Linked DNA regions of Mus musculus: all the other regions are linked to region 1. Evidence: chromatin contacts called from public Hi-C data. All regions are on one chromosome and are shown on one strand. Each heading gives the region's core, a stretch centred on a gene start, on an enhancer-like site or on the middle of the called end of the contact. The rest is flanking DNA. Distances are from core to core; before and after follow the strand shown. Region 1 has its middle 120 kb from the start of Gm31326. Region 2 has its middle 290 kb from the start of Gm31326. Region 3 has its middle 270 kb from the start of Gm31326.

Evidence for each region. Hi-C and Micro-C count contacts between places; a contact is called where the count stands out from the background.
Region 2: a contact with region 1 is called in a Hi-C map of cerebellum, with 2.6 times the contacts expected there. The contact joins two enhancer-like sites. A contact is called at or near these places in 6 of 484 Hi-C or Micro-C datasets (cerebellar granule neurons, cerebellum, cerebral cortex and 3 more) and 2 of 115 datasets of contacts at active chromatin or transcription factors (embryonic midbrain and neural progenitor cells).
Region 3: a contact with region 1 is called in a Hi-C map of cerebellum, with 1.8 times the contacts expected there. The contact joins two enhancer-like sites. A contact is called at or near these places in 2 of 484 Hi-C or Micro-C datasets (cerebellum and uterus) and 1 of 9 other capture datasets (liver).

The regions. Positions count from the first base shown.
Region 1 is chr9:101,861,011-101,865,016 of GRCm38.p6, forward strand. No RefSeq gene overlaps it. Among named protein-coding and RNA genes, the nearest start is that of Gm31326, 120 kb to the right of the region's middle. Within about 2 kb of position 1,776, at least 52 of the 459 cell types and tissues checked have an H3K27ac peak or open chromatin away from gene starts, as enhancers often do. A contact at or near this core is called in cerebellum, where this site is marked.
Region 2 is chr9:101,688,585-101,692,590 of GRCm38.p6, forward strand. No RefSeq gene overlaps it. Among named protein-coding and RNA genes, the nearest start is that of Gm31326, 290 kb to the right of the region's middle. Within about 2 kb of position 1,682, at least 37 of the 459 cell types and tissues checked have an H3K27ac peak or open chromatin away from gene starts, as enhancers often do. A contact at or near this core is called in cerebellum, where this site is marked.
Region 3 is chr9:101,708,992-101,712,997 of GRCm38.p6, forward strand. No RefSeq gene overlaps it. Among named protein-coding and RNA genes, the nearest start is that of Gm31326, 270 kb to the right of the region's middle. Within about 2 kb of position 1,915, at least 7 of the 459 cell types and tissues checked have an H3K27ac peak or open chromatin away from gene starts, as enhancers often do. A contact at or near this core is called in cerebellum, where this site is marked.

The DNA.
Region 1 (4,006 bases), core at 526-3,025:
TCTAACTTTTTATCATCATGATAAATGACATTCTGTCTACACAGTTGCCCAAACCAGAAACCAGGAAGTCATTTCTAACCCTATTTCTCCCTCAAGCATCGCAACCGAACAATCACCAACTTCTGTTAATCCTTCCTTCAAAGACAGCTTTAATCTGCCCACTTCTCTCCCTCTGAGCTGCAATCACTCTGGTCCAAGCCATTATCATTTCTCACTGGGACTGCCTCCTAAATCCTTCCCCCAAATCCAATACATTTTGCACAGAGCAATCACAGTGATGTTTTCAGAACGTGTACTGGATGATGCCGCTTTCTGCTTAACATCCTTCAAAGGTTTCCGATTGCCTTGACTGCCACTGAAGCTACGACCTGAGGCAGGAACTGGAAACTCTCAGCCTATACCTCCCACCCTGCTTCAATCTCCTGCCTGCAACCTGCAAGGCCAGTGGACAAAGGATGAGGAAAAACACAACCCGTGGTCATTGGCCTCCTTTGTCACCCAGTGCTTCAAGATTCAAAACAGCGGGACTTGTGAAAAATGGAGATGAAGATGTATGGACCCGGGGTCTTTAGCTTCAGAGGTCAAGGAAGGCCTGTCTTTGGGGAGGGGGTGGAACATTGACTGAGTCCTGGAGGACAAGAAAGAAGAGCTCTATGAAAAGTAGGGGAGCAGAGACTGCAGCAGAGAGCAACACATGCAGGGAGAGGTAGAGAGGAAGAAGGCAGGAGGAGCCTGGTGGTTAGGAGTAACGAAAAGGAGGCAGCACTGAGCCTCCTTTTAAGGTGGAGAAAAGGGCTTTTCAGAGAGCAAGGGGGCGGGGAAGAATTGACTGGACAGAGAAGTGGCCTCAGAACATGGAAGCGGGGCGCTGATTAACCAGGTGCCTCAGCTTCCTGACTACATAGGACACAGACGTGAGGGCCAACAAAGCTAAGGGAGACTTTGGACACACTGACCTCTAGCTAACACACCCCACAGCCGCCCACGCCTGTCCTCCACACCAACTGTGACACAGGAGGACAGTCAAGAGGACAAGGAACATCCTCTCCTCCCAAACCTTGATTCCTAGTGAGGACACAGAAACCTCAAGTTCCAGTCTTGACTGGTAGTGAGCAGACAGCCCAGGATCGTCTAGTGTTCCCATTGAAGACTGGGCAGAGGAGATCGGAGACAGGAGACATGGCAAGCCACAGCGGAGGGCAGAGACGGGTAATCTCTTTGCTTGTACCCTGCAAAGATTAGACAGCTCTCTGAGCTAGTTATACTTGGAGAGCCGTGGGTCAGACAGTCTCCGTAGCTGGTGCAGTTCCCAGCTTACCTCCACAGCAGGCTTGTCCTCCTCCAAAACTGTCCTTAGAGGGGAGAGGTTCCAGGCAGCCTTCCTGCCTGCATGAGATCGAGGTGTGTGCTTGTCTTTATCCCTTCCCTGGAAATGATGAAGGATAAGAATCGGGTGGAGACACTGTCTCCTACTTTTCTATAATTTCACACAGGAAGGCAAGTGGCCAGGGCAGGGTAATTACCCCTGGCCTTCCCATCTGTGCTGGAGAGAAGCCTGGCACACGGCCACCCAGGCTCTGATCTATGCTCCAGGCAAAGGAGCCTCTGACAAGCAAACTGACACTTCCATTGCTCTCATGCCAGCAAGAGACACAACTTTAATTAAATGGGTTGCTTAAAACGGTGGCAGAAGATCCGGGACTCAGACAACCCTTCTTCTGCCCTTCTTCCGTATGACGTCACCCTGCTCGCGGGTGTTCTTTCTCTGTTCCTTGGGACTAATCTTCCCTTGGCAGCTGCCTTTCTCTGGCTTCCGACCACTGAGATTTCTTTCACTTGTGTCTTCAAAGCCCTTTGCAAAAAAAAATACAGTGAGGCCAAAGCCAGTGGGAGGTGTGGGAGGAAAGAGCTCTTTCTCTACGGGTCATCTCCTTGAATTCTAGCTGACCCTCTCCGCCCAACCCCCTTGGTGCTGACTGATGCGTGTGTTTCCTAAGAACGGAGAATGTGAACACTCTACTGAGCTTTGGACTTTAGCTAAGAAGCATCCCATTTGATCACAGTCTGTAGGCATAGATACGAGCTATGAGAAAAGTAAGACACGTCTCTCAGAAACCTCCTTGCATGACGGCCAGAGGAGCCTGGGAAGGCTCTCAATGAGGGCAGAGATGAGGCAAACTTGTTATCTCCAGAACTTTGGGGCCTTCAGCAGGATGCAGGGGGCTGGGAGTGGGGGGCGGGGGAAGACATTCACATTTCCAAATAGGTTTGTCCAGTTTCCAGTGGGCTGGCTCTCAGGGGGCAGAGTGAGACGTGGCCAGACACGCCTACATCACAGCCTGCTATTTGGAGTCTGAGCTCTGTTTATCTTTGAATTCAGTTGTTTTATATAAAAGTCTTACTAGGCAAGCTGACTCAGGCCAATGATCTCCCCATTCGCTGGGAATGTTGAGGTAGGTGAATTGGTGTGAGTTTGAGACCAACCTGTCCTACATAGTGAATTCCAGGCCAGCCTGTGCTGCATAGTGAGATCATTTCGATAACAATAAATAATCAAGGTCTGGGAAAATTATCAAGGGGGTAGGGACAGTGCTTGCTTTGTAAGCACGAGGACCCGAGTTTGTTTGATCCCTAAGACCCACCTAAGAAATGTTGGACATGGTGGAGCACAATCGCGACGACCACAGTGCTAAGGAGACAGAATGGGTAGATCCTGAAACCCACTAGCTGACTGATCTAACATACGGCTCAAGTTATGAGCCAGCAATAGACCTCATCGCAGGAAAAGTAAGCAAAGCAAAACAAGGTGGATAGGGCCTGAGGAATGACAGCTAAGGTTGTCTTCCAGTTTCTAAACACAAAGTGCACAGACATACATGCATGCTTGCATACAGACACATCATCGTCATCCTCATCGTCGTCTTCTTCTTCTTCTTCTTCTTCTTCTTCTTCTTCTTCTTCTTCTTCTTCTTCTTCTTCTTCTCCTTGCTTAGAAATGTCAGATATAATATTGTGCTTCTTCATTGGTCCCTTGAGACTGTCCTTAGCATATTTAAAGAAAAAGAAAGAACCTATATACTAAATAACCTGTGTGTGTGTGTGTGTGTGTGTGTGTGTGTGTGTGTGTGTGTGATAGCTGGGTGTCAGAAATGGATAGGAGATGGTGCTATTCCTGGTGACTTGTTCTCAGTAAGATATTTATCAGGACAGAGAGAATGTTTAATCAGAGGAAGGATCGGATGAATCAGATTCATTACATCCACCTTCTGCAATGGGCGCTGAAGGGCCATGGAGGAAGCAAGCCTTTCTCTACCCCTCTTAACAGTTTTTAATTTTTAAAGGCATTAAGATTCTTTTAAAATAAATGAAGAGTTCTGAAGGTTTTTAAAATAACTGTGCCTTGACTAAGAGTTGGATTGAGAACGTCATTTTTTTTCTGGAAATTTCCCCTAGTCTTTGAAGTACTCCCAACTATATTCTCCCTTCAGAGGGAAAATGGTTGTTTTGAAAGTTGCCTTTTAAGCGGGCAACGTTGTTTTCCTCTGCTGAGAGCCGCTCTTGTGCACTTCAAACGCAGAGCATGGCAGCTTTCTCCTCCCTGTCTCTCCCCTTTGAAGTGAGTGTGGGGGCAGTGGCTGTCCCCTAATCACACTCTCGAAATTTCCATGGCACTTTACAGTGTTCAAAGCTCTTCTGTAACCATTATCTTATTTGATCCTCTCTGCAACCCCCGAGGTAAGCAAGGAAGGTATCCAACCCCATTTCACAGATTAGAAACTGGGGCTCTCAGAGGTGGAAGTTTGTCTCAAAGTGACAGAACCCCAGAATAGAGGTGGGTAGAGCAGTGTAAGTAAGCCTTCTGTGACTTCCTGGGGATCTTGCTGACAAAGCACAACTTGCTTCCTCTGGCATTGGGAGGATTGGGGACCAAGGAGTCAGTGTTGTACACTTCCTGTATGTGTGCTCTGAGCCACCCTGCACTCTCTTCTAGATAGTGAGCCAGTTC
Region 2 (4,006 bases), core at 432-2,931, 170 kb before region 1:
TGAGAGAGAAACCTGTGCTGAGAAGAGCCAGATGTCACCACAGTCAGTCCTTGCATTGTTTGATATGCTCACCCCTTCCATCCTCTCTTCCCTGGTTTCTCAGAATCTCAGGTTGTCGGGCTTAGCAGCAAGCATCCTTACCCAATGAGCCATCTCACTGGACCTCTCCCTTCTTTTCTCAACCTTTGTAAAATATACAACCACCAACGGAACACTAGTGGAGAGAAGATTGGCTTGAGAATCAAGACAGTCAATTTTCAAGTGTTCTGCTATGTTGTAGCATTGTGACTTTGAAGAGTTGATCCTACCTGGGCTTATTTCCTGTTCTGTGAAAGTAGAGACCAGGCAATTCCAGAGCCCACCTTGAGTTATAGAAGCTGCACAGACTCTCTGGAGCACAACTGTCCAATGGCCATTTATCATGTCTGTGTCCCAAGCTCACAGGAGGCACCTAAATCTGAGAATACTCACAAATAGTCCAAGAAGGGATTTCCCCCCTCCCCCCAAAGTCAGCAAACCAAATTCCCTAGCTAGATTCTGCTGAGTCCCAGCTTCCAAACCTCAAGCACAACCTTCTAGGCGATCGATTTCCACAGAAGCAGTCAAGCCGGTGAGTGAGAGCTTCTGGAAGGTACTTGAGAACTCGGCGGGGGGAGGGGGTGTTTCTAGCCAGTTCCTAGTGTATTATGGGCCCTCAGTTAATACTCATCGAAGTTTCATTGACATTTGATGAGATGGATGAACCATACAATATGTCAATAAAGTTAAGTATTACCCTAACCACATTCTTAAAGTTATTAAAAGTGTCAAGGGCAGGGTGATTTATTTCTTCATTCTATGGAAACATTGCAAAAACACTATGTCTAAAAAAACGCGCAGAGCTTAAATGATAATGATTTATCTTTCTGGTTCCCCTCAGCATTTAGTGTCAGAGACCATTTCTGATGCCATTGTCTCTTGAAGGTCTTTGGCCATTTGACACCATTTTTTTAAGAGCTTTGGGAGATTGCTGTCTGGACTAGAGGCTCAGAAGCTGATGTAAATTCAGTCCCTAGCCACCTCCTGTCTGCAGCTGATCTCTGGCAGCTGCCTAAGTGTGACCCTTTACATTTGATGCCATTGCCCTTGAGTAATGGGTACTTTAGTGTGTGTGCCTGTGGGGGTAGGGGAGCTGACCAAAGCTCAGACCCCGAGTGAAGAGATGAAAACCATAGCTTCCCCCCTCTGACATAGTATGTCTCTTGGGAGGTTATAAACACCAGTGACCGCTGTAGCTGGAATTATCTGCTCTGGGAATTTGTGGTCACTGTGAAATCATTTGGCATATTCAGGTATGCAGTGGGGATCCTGGGGTGACCAGCCTTGGGTTCCCAGGGTAGCTTGGCCACAGGACTCCAAGGGCATGAGAATCCTGAGCCTCAATGTGTGCCTTTCAACATCTAAGATGCACATGCCAGGGGCACAGAGCCTGTACAGATGCTATCTAGCAGCACGTTCAGAGAAAAACCTGGAAAACCCTATTTTACTGCCCAAATTAACAATGTGATTAAAAACCACGTGCAAAATGACAACAGCTGAAACAATAACCAACCTTTCAGCCTTGCAGCTTTAGGGAAGGCTAAACCCATAAGTCCCCCTCCACAGCTGCTCACAGGCGCCCCCTCTTTCAAGGAGCCTGCTTTCTGAAAGCTTCAACCAAAGGCTTTGTGTGAACCCTCCTGCCTACTTCAGCATCTGCCAGGACTCTCCACGGTCTGTTCCGTTCTTGGCCTCGAGGGGGCACCAGAGCTTGCACATAGCGAGGTGGCGGCTCGGCTCCTTGAGACAAAAGAGTTGGATTTTGGATGCCAATTTGTCTTAACATTGTATATAAGGTCTGTCTCAAGCTGAGGAGGCCATATACAGACCCGAATCGGGATGAGCATTTTTCTGGCTGTTCTGTTACTTAGCCAGGGGATGCTGGTGGTCTACAAAACAAACTGGGCTGCTTTTTGCGTGGCAACGTCCACCCTATCCAGGTGAGCGCCTGGGAGAAGGGGTCCTTAGAATAAGATCTTTTAAGGCAAGCGGCTTCTCCTCACTTCGCCCCTTGCCGTGTAGGAGCCGCCTTCAGCAATGAAACAAAAGGTCCCGGAGAACCGAGATAGGGAAGACCAGGAGAGGTAAGCAACAGGAAGAAAAGAAAGGATGCTCGCTAAGGGCAAAATCAAGGAGACAGAGAGAAGCTAATATATGGTGATTGTTTTAAGCATTGTTATGGGTTTTTGGAGTAAAACACAATTTGTAGGAAGCAAACTTCCCCAAATGTGAGTACTTAATAAAGAAGAAAACAGAAGGATTGATAATGGAAATTAGGCTAATGAATAAACAAGCTGCTTAAAAAATGGGCTCCTCTCGCAGTCCGTTATTTTTAACTTAGTGACAATTTGCATACTAGTTAATTTGCATATATTAAATACTGCTCCCCTTCTCCTTCCCACCTCCTCCACTTCAGAATAACATTTCATTACGGTGCTGCTGGGCCTGAGGACTCGTAGGCTCCAGAGAGTTTATTAATTTATCCAACACATGCTGTGTACATTTTTATCACTCGCTGCACAGTGGACCTGGTATCTTTGAAGTCATTAACAAGACAGGGGTGTTCTGCTCGAGGTATTCAAAAAGACAGCCGAGAAAAGCCAGCCTGCAAAGAAGGGGGAAAATAATGTACCAGCAGAACAGGGGAAGATCATGTTTGGCATCTGCCCTTTCTAGGAAGACAAAACTGAGCAACGGATGGTTCCCTCATCTGTATCGGGAAGCCTCCAGATTGCTTCTCTTGCTTATTTATTTTAATTTCTAGAAAAGGAATAGAACTGTTACCCACTGGGTCACAGGCACCTCCAAAGAACTAGCTACACATGGCGTTTCTCCTGGTATGGTCCATCTGGACACATGGCTCTTGGGGACCCTCCAGCCCTCCTGCTGACAAGACGGGCAGGGTAATGAAGACTCGGCACCTTCGTTATGTGTCTGATGTCACTGTCTGAGGCTACCTGGTTCATCCCTGGACTTGATGTCCTCCTCATTGCCCTATCCTGAGGCCCTTCCCATAACTGTTCCTTTCCTGGTGTCTTCTGCTGTAGTAAGAATCTTAAGCTCAGTTGCTTCTGCAGTCCGTCATGTTGTGACTCGCTCTCCCACGGAAACAGAAAGACAACCACAATTTGAGGGGTTCCTTCTAAAGTCACCAGCACTGGCCCACTGCACTAATCTCACTGCTATTTTCCATTGTCATCTTCTCAGGTTAGATATCTGTCCTGATTCTGCCAACTCCTATGCTTCAGTTGAAGAGAGACCCATGTAGTGCTTAGGGCTGGGAAGGGTTTTTTTTCCCAGATGCCAGTGAAAACTGAAATCAAGTTAAATAGTGTCTAATGATTCTTTCATTAAATATTCATTGAATGCCTACTATGTGCCAGCCAACCAGGAACCAGAGACACAGAACTTACATCCCAGGGGCAGAGAGAGACAACACACACGTCAATGATAAATAATTGATACTGTTTGGGACTGATAAGTGTTAAACCCAGGGGCGGAGGGGAGTGAGATGACAGAATTGTGAGTGACAAAAGGGAGGGAGCTTTTCTTTAGCCAAGGCTATTAGGGTCAGCCTCTAAGAGGACATGCTCTGTGAGGTATAAAAGAGGAGTCCTAGAGGGAGATAGAACTGATTCATGAACTGAATCCATCTTGCTGTATGGCTTGGTGCCTATTGAGCACCAAGCATTTAGTGACTTTACATTTGGCCAAAATAATCTGCCAATTCCAATGTGCTTGTCACCACTTGGTCCCAAGGTGTAAGCTGGCAGAGAGTTCTGAGTCCAAGAAGCAGGAGTTCTTAGGATCCTCCCCTCTATTGAAATGACAGGTTGTGTAGGGTAGCCAAGGTTCCTTCAGTCTGTCCTGAGGAACAGACTCCTCTGGAAGAGACAGTGAAGTACAGTGGTTAGTCAGACACTCAGCG
Region 3 (4,006 bases), core at 665-3,164, 150 kb before region 1:
AAAATATCAAACACAACGCCAAAGTAAAATGACCTTGACATCATTAATCATTAGCAAAATAAGGATAATAATCACCATGAGATATGTCATGATGGAGAAATAGAAATAATAAATGACAAGCATGGCAGGGGCCTGGAGGAGAGGTAACACAGGAATTCTGCCAGGGGAATGTAACAATTGGTCCAGGCACTATGCACAGCATTGTGGAGGCTCCTCCCCAGACAAACAAAACTCAAACTACTTTATGATGTACTGATCCCACTTCTGGGCTATCTATCCAACAGAAGTGACATCACCATCTTAAAGAAGTGTCTGCATTCTCATGTCCATTGCAAGACTCTCCACAGTAGCTGAGATGGAAAATACCAAGCAGATGCTTATGAGCAGGTGAGCACATGAAGCCATTCTGAGACATGTGAAAATGTTTGTAGAAGCACACTCACTCTGAAACACTTACAAGGAGATATTGTTCAGCTTTGAAAGGAAGGGGATCTTGACGTGCATGAGAACAAGCATAGGCTTGAAGGAAACGAAAAGCAAAACAAGCCAGACACAGGGAGGCAACTCTATATGAGGCATATGAGCATTTAAGGTGATGCCCATAGGTGCAGGGAGCAGAATGGGCCTGAGGTAGGAGAAATGGGGAAACAGATGTTGATCAAATGTATAGACTTTTACTTACAAGTTGAGCAAGTTTTTAATATATAACTCACAGCACAATGACTCCAACTAAGAGCAACAGATACACTTGAAATTGGCCAAGAAAATGGATGTTTTCCAACAACAAATGAGTTCACTATGCGATACAATGTATATGTTGATTACCGTGATTGTGGTGATGACTTTTACAGTGTGTACATGTATTACGTCACTGCATTCTACACTTTAACTATAAAGGACTTTCTATCTTTGCCTCAGTAAAAGCTGAAAACAAAACTCAGTTATTTTTTTCCTTGTCATTTCCTAGTCACTGAACTAGGAAACATTGTGTAACTTCACTTAAATCCAAGGTCTTTAATAATCATCTAGAAATAAGAATAATAGCACTAGCTGATTCTAAGCATCTAATTAGTTCATGTAAAACAGTCATCATGCAAGAAGCATGAAATAAGTGGTAGCCACCACTACAAGCTCTTCCTCACTGACATGTTATATATAATATGCACCTTACACACTTCCCACTGTCTGAGACACTCTCCACATTTACTTTAACTCTCTACTGACTTTTTCTGAACCCTGAGTTCAGACCAGTTGCTGTGTGTGTGTGCCTGTGTGTGCCTGTGCCCCAATTCAGTGTTTTACCTAGCTAAGGGGTTTAACAAGCAAAGATAGTTATGGAATGAATGATTCTCTGCTGTTTAAGATCTGACGGGAAGGAACATCTCAAAGGAGGAGGGACATTTCCTAGCAAGAAGATGAATTTGACTAACAGGCTTTTTGGACCTCTTAAGAACATTCTAGATAAAAGCCAGATTCAGGCTTTCTCTGTTCTCAGACCTGTGTGGCAACACGATTTTGGTTTGGGAGAAATGCAAGAAACAAGGGCCAAAATATTCAAGCTATAAGTGGGCCCCTTATCATGGATGAAGCATCTGACCTTGGTCTTTGTCTCAAGTCTAGCTCCCGGGGCACTTGGGTCAGTGCCTGGCCTGAGTCTCTGTTGGAGAGCTGGTCCCCATCTGGAATGGAATTAAAATCCCCAATATTTGACTGGCGGGATATCTCAGACCTTGCCAAAAGCCCAAACAAATGAAAGACAGCATCAGAAGTTGGCTGTGGTCCTGGATCTAAGTTGGGGCACTTAGGGCCTTGCCAAGGGACTGGAATTGGGGTGCGCCTGAGATGGCTGTGATTAGATGATTGGATAGTGAGGCATGACAGACCCGCCATCCACAGAGCTCTGTACTGTGACATTATGAGAACTGGTGCCAGGGACATGTGCTCCCTCTCTTGCTACCTAATCAGCAATTACGATCTGCCCTGCCTTCTCAGAGGGGCTCTGGACATCAGCCACCTGCTGCAGGACACGGCGGCTTCAGAGCTGGGCTGGGAGCCATTGGCCTTCTCGTCACTAGTCTTAAACTGCAGTTCAAGCTGCCATGAGTGCCTCCCTGGGCAGTCATAGAGGAGCTGGTAGTGGTTGGTTTAAGAATTTAAGCTGAAATGGAATCTGTAACACCAGAATTTGAAACAATAATCTTGGACATTCTTGATTTTGTTTTCAGAAGGTCTAGAATCAGCCAGCTTTGTGACTAAGATCAAATTGGTCTCGCCTCTCCCCTGCTATAGAAGCTAGACACGGTCTTTGCTTGACTCTTAGGTTTTCTAGGGGGATATACCACATAGGCTTTAACGTCTCATCCCATTTTAGCATTTTTAATAGCGTATCTTACTCATCCCTGTGTCCCAGAACCTAGCAGAGTATGTGGTAGATACTGGTCTTTCAACAACGACATGCATTAAGTACTTTTTGATCATCAGATACCTTGCTAAGCACTTCACCAGCATTAGTCCCTCAGTAAATCCCCACAGACTCACAGAGGACGGGGAATGGAAATTGGGGGTGAGCCATTTAGTCATTCATTTACCCAAGACCATTCAGCTAGCTAAGATGTGTATGCATGTATGTGCATATATGTGTGTTTGTGGGTGCAAGAGTATTCACGCACATGTAGATGCTGGAGAAGAACCCCCCCCCCCCTGTCATTCTCAGGAGCACCATCCATCTCCTTGGAAACAGGCTCTCTCATTGGCTTGGAGCATAGTTGTGAGGCGAGGCTGGCTTCCCAGCATGCTCAGGGATCCTCTTTGTCTCCGTCTCCTCATCACCAGAGGTACATGTTCTCGCTGCAATCCCAAACTTGTGTTAGATGGGTTTGGGGGATTGAACTCTGGCCTCCATGCTTGCAAAGGAAATGTGTCATCCTGACCCAGCCATCTCTGCCCCACCCTGAAATCAGTTATTTCTTGCTCTCACGTTCATGGTTCTCATCACTACACTGCCCCGTGTCATCAAGGAACAAATAGTATTTATTCAGATAGTCCGGATTTGGTGTGAGCTTAATATCGTAACATGAAAAACACCTCGATTGATCTTTGCATTGTTGGTGACTAGGCCATCTCACGTGCCACCGAGAGGGAGGAGGCTAAGCCAGAAACTCAGCACACAGCCTGACAAAACCGGATGAAGCTTCCCAGCATCAAAAGTTAGTCGAGATTTCCCTTCTGGCTCTTTTGGGGGAAATACTACCTTTAAGGATCTTTTTTGTCATCCCAGAAACTGGCGGGGTCCTGATCTTTCAATGTAGGAGGTTGATTGGGGAAAAAAAATATGGCTAAGTTGTTTTAGAAGCAGGTCTCCAAAGTGGGCTGAATATTAGGTCTGAACATTCACTTCTTCAACCTTAGTCCATTGAGTGAGTCCATTGAGTCCATTGAGTCCTGTCTGCTGCTCCTTCAGAATAAGGAGATGAGCAAGAGACAGGGAACAGGTACAGGCACAAATGTGGAGCCACAGGCAGCTCACCTCCAGCACAGGCCTCTGTGAACTGAAGAAGAAAAAGGTGGTGGGTTTAGCCCTCAAATAGGGAGCAAAAGTGGCCAGAGGCTAGGTGAGTCTGAGAAAGGACAACAGAGATTCAGCCAGGATTGCTGGGATGGAGGCAAAAGTGACCTTCAGGAGTGTGTGCCTGTCATTGAGTGTTCATTAGGAGTCTGGATGTCAACCATGGTAACAGACTAGGGGGTACAGACCTGAGTGTGGTGGACACTGTTGTAAGTTTCCTCTTACAATTGCAATACTCTTCCTGTGGCCCTGGGGCCCTTATGTAATTGAGAGTGGTATCTTCATCTCAGGGTACCTAAAGTTCTTGGCCAAAGCAGTCAGGCAGAAGTGTTTCATTCATACCAGCCCACAATGACTAAGTAAGGAACATCCAACTCAAACAACAGTAGATGAGGGCAGAACCTCTGAGCCAGGCTATTAGCTTATCAACTATATTAGATA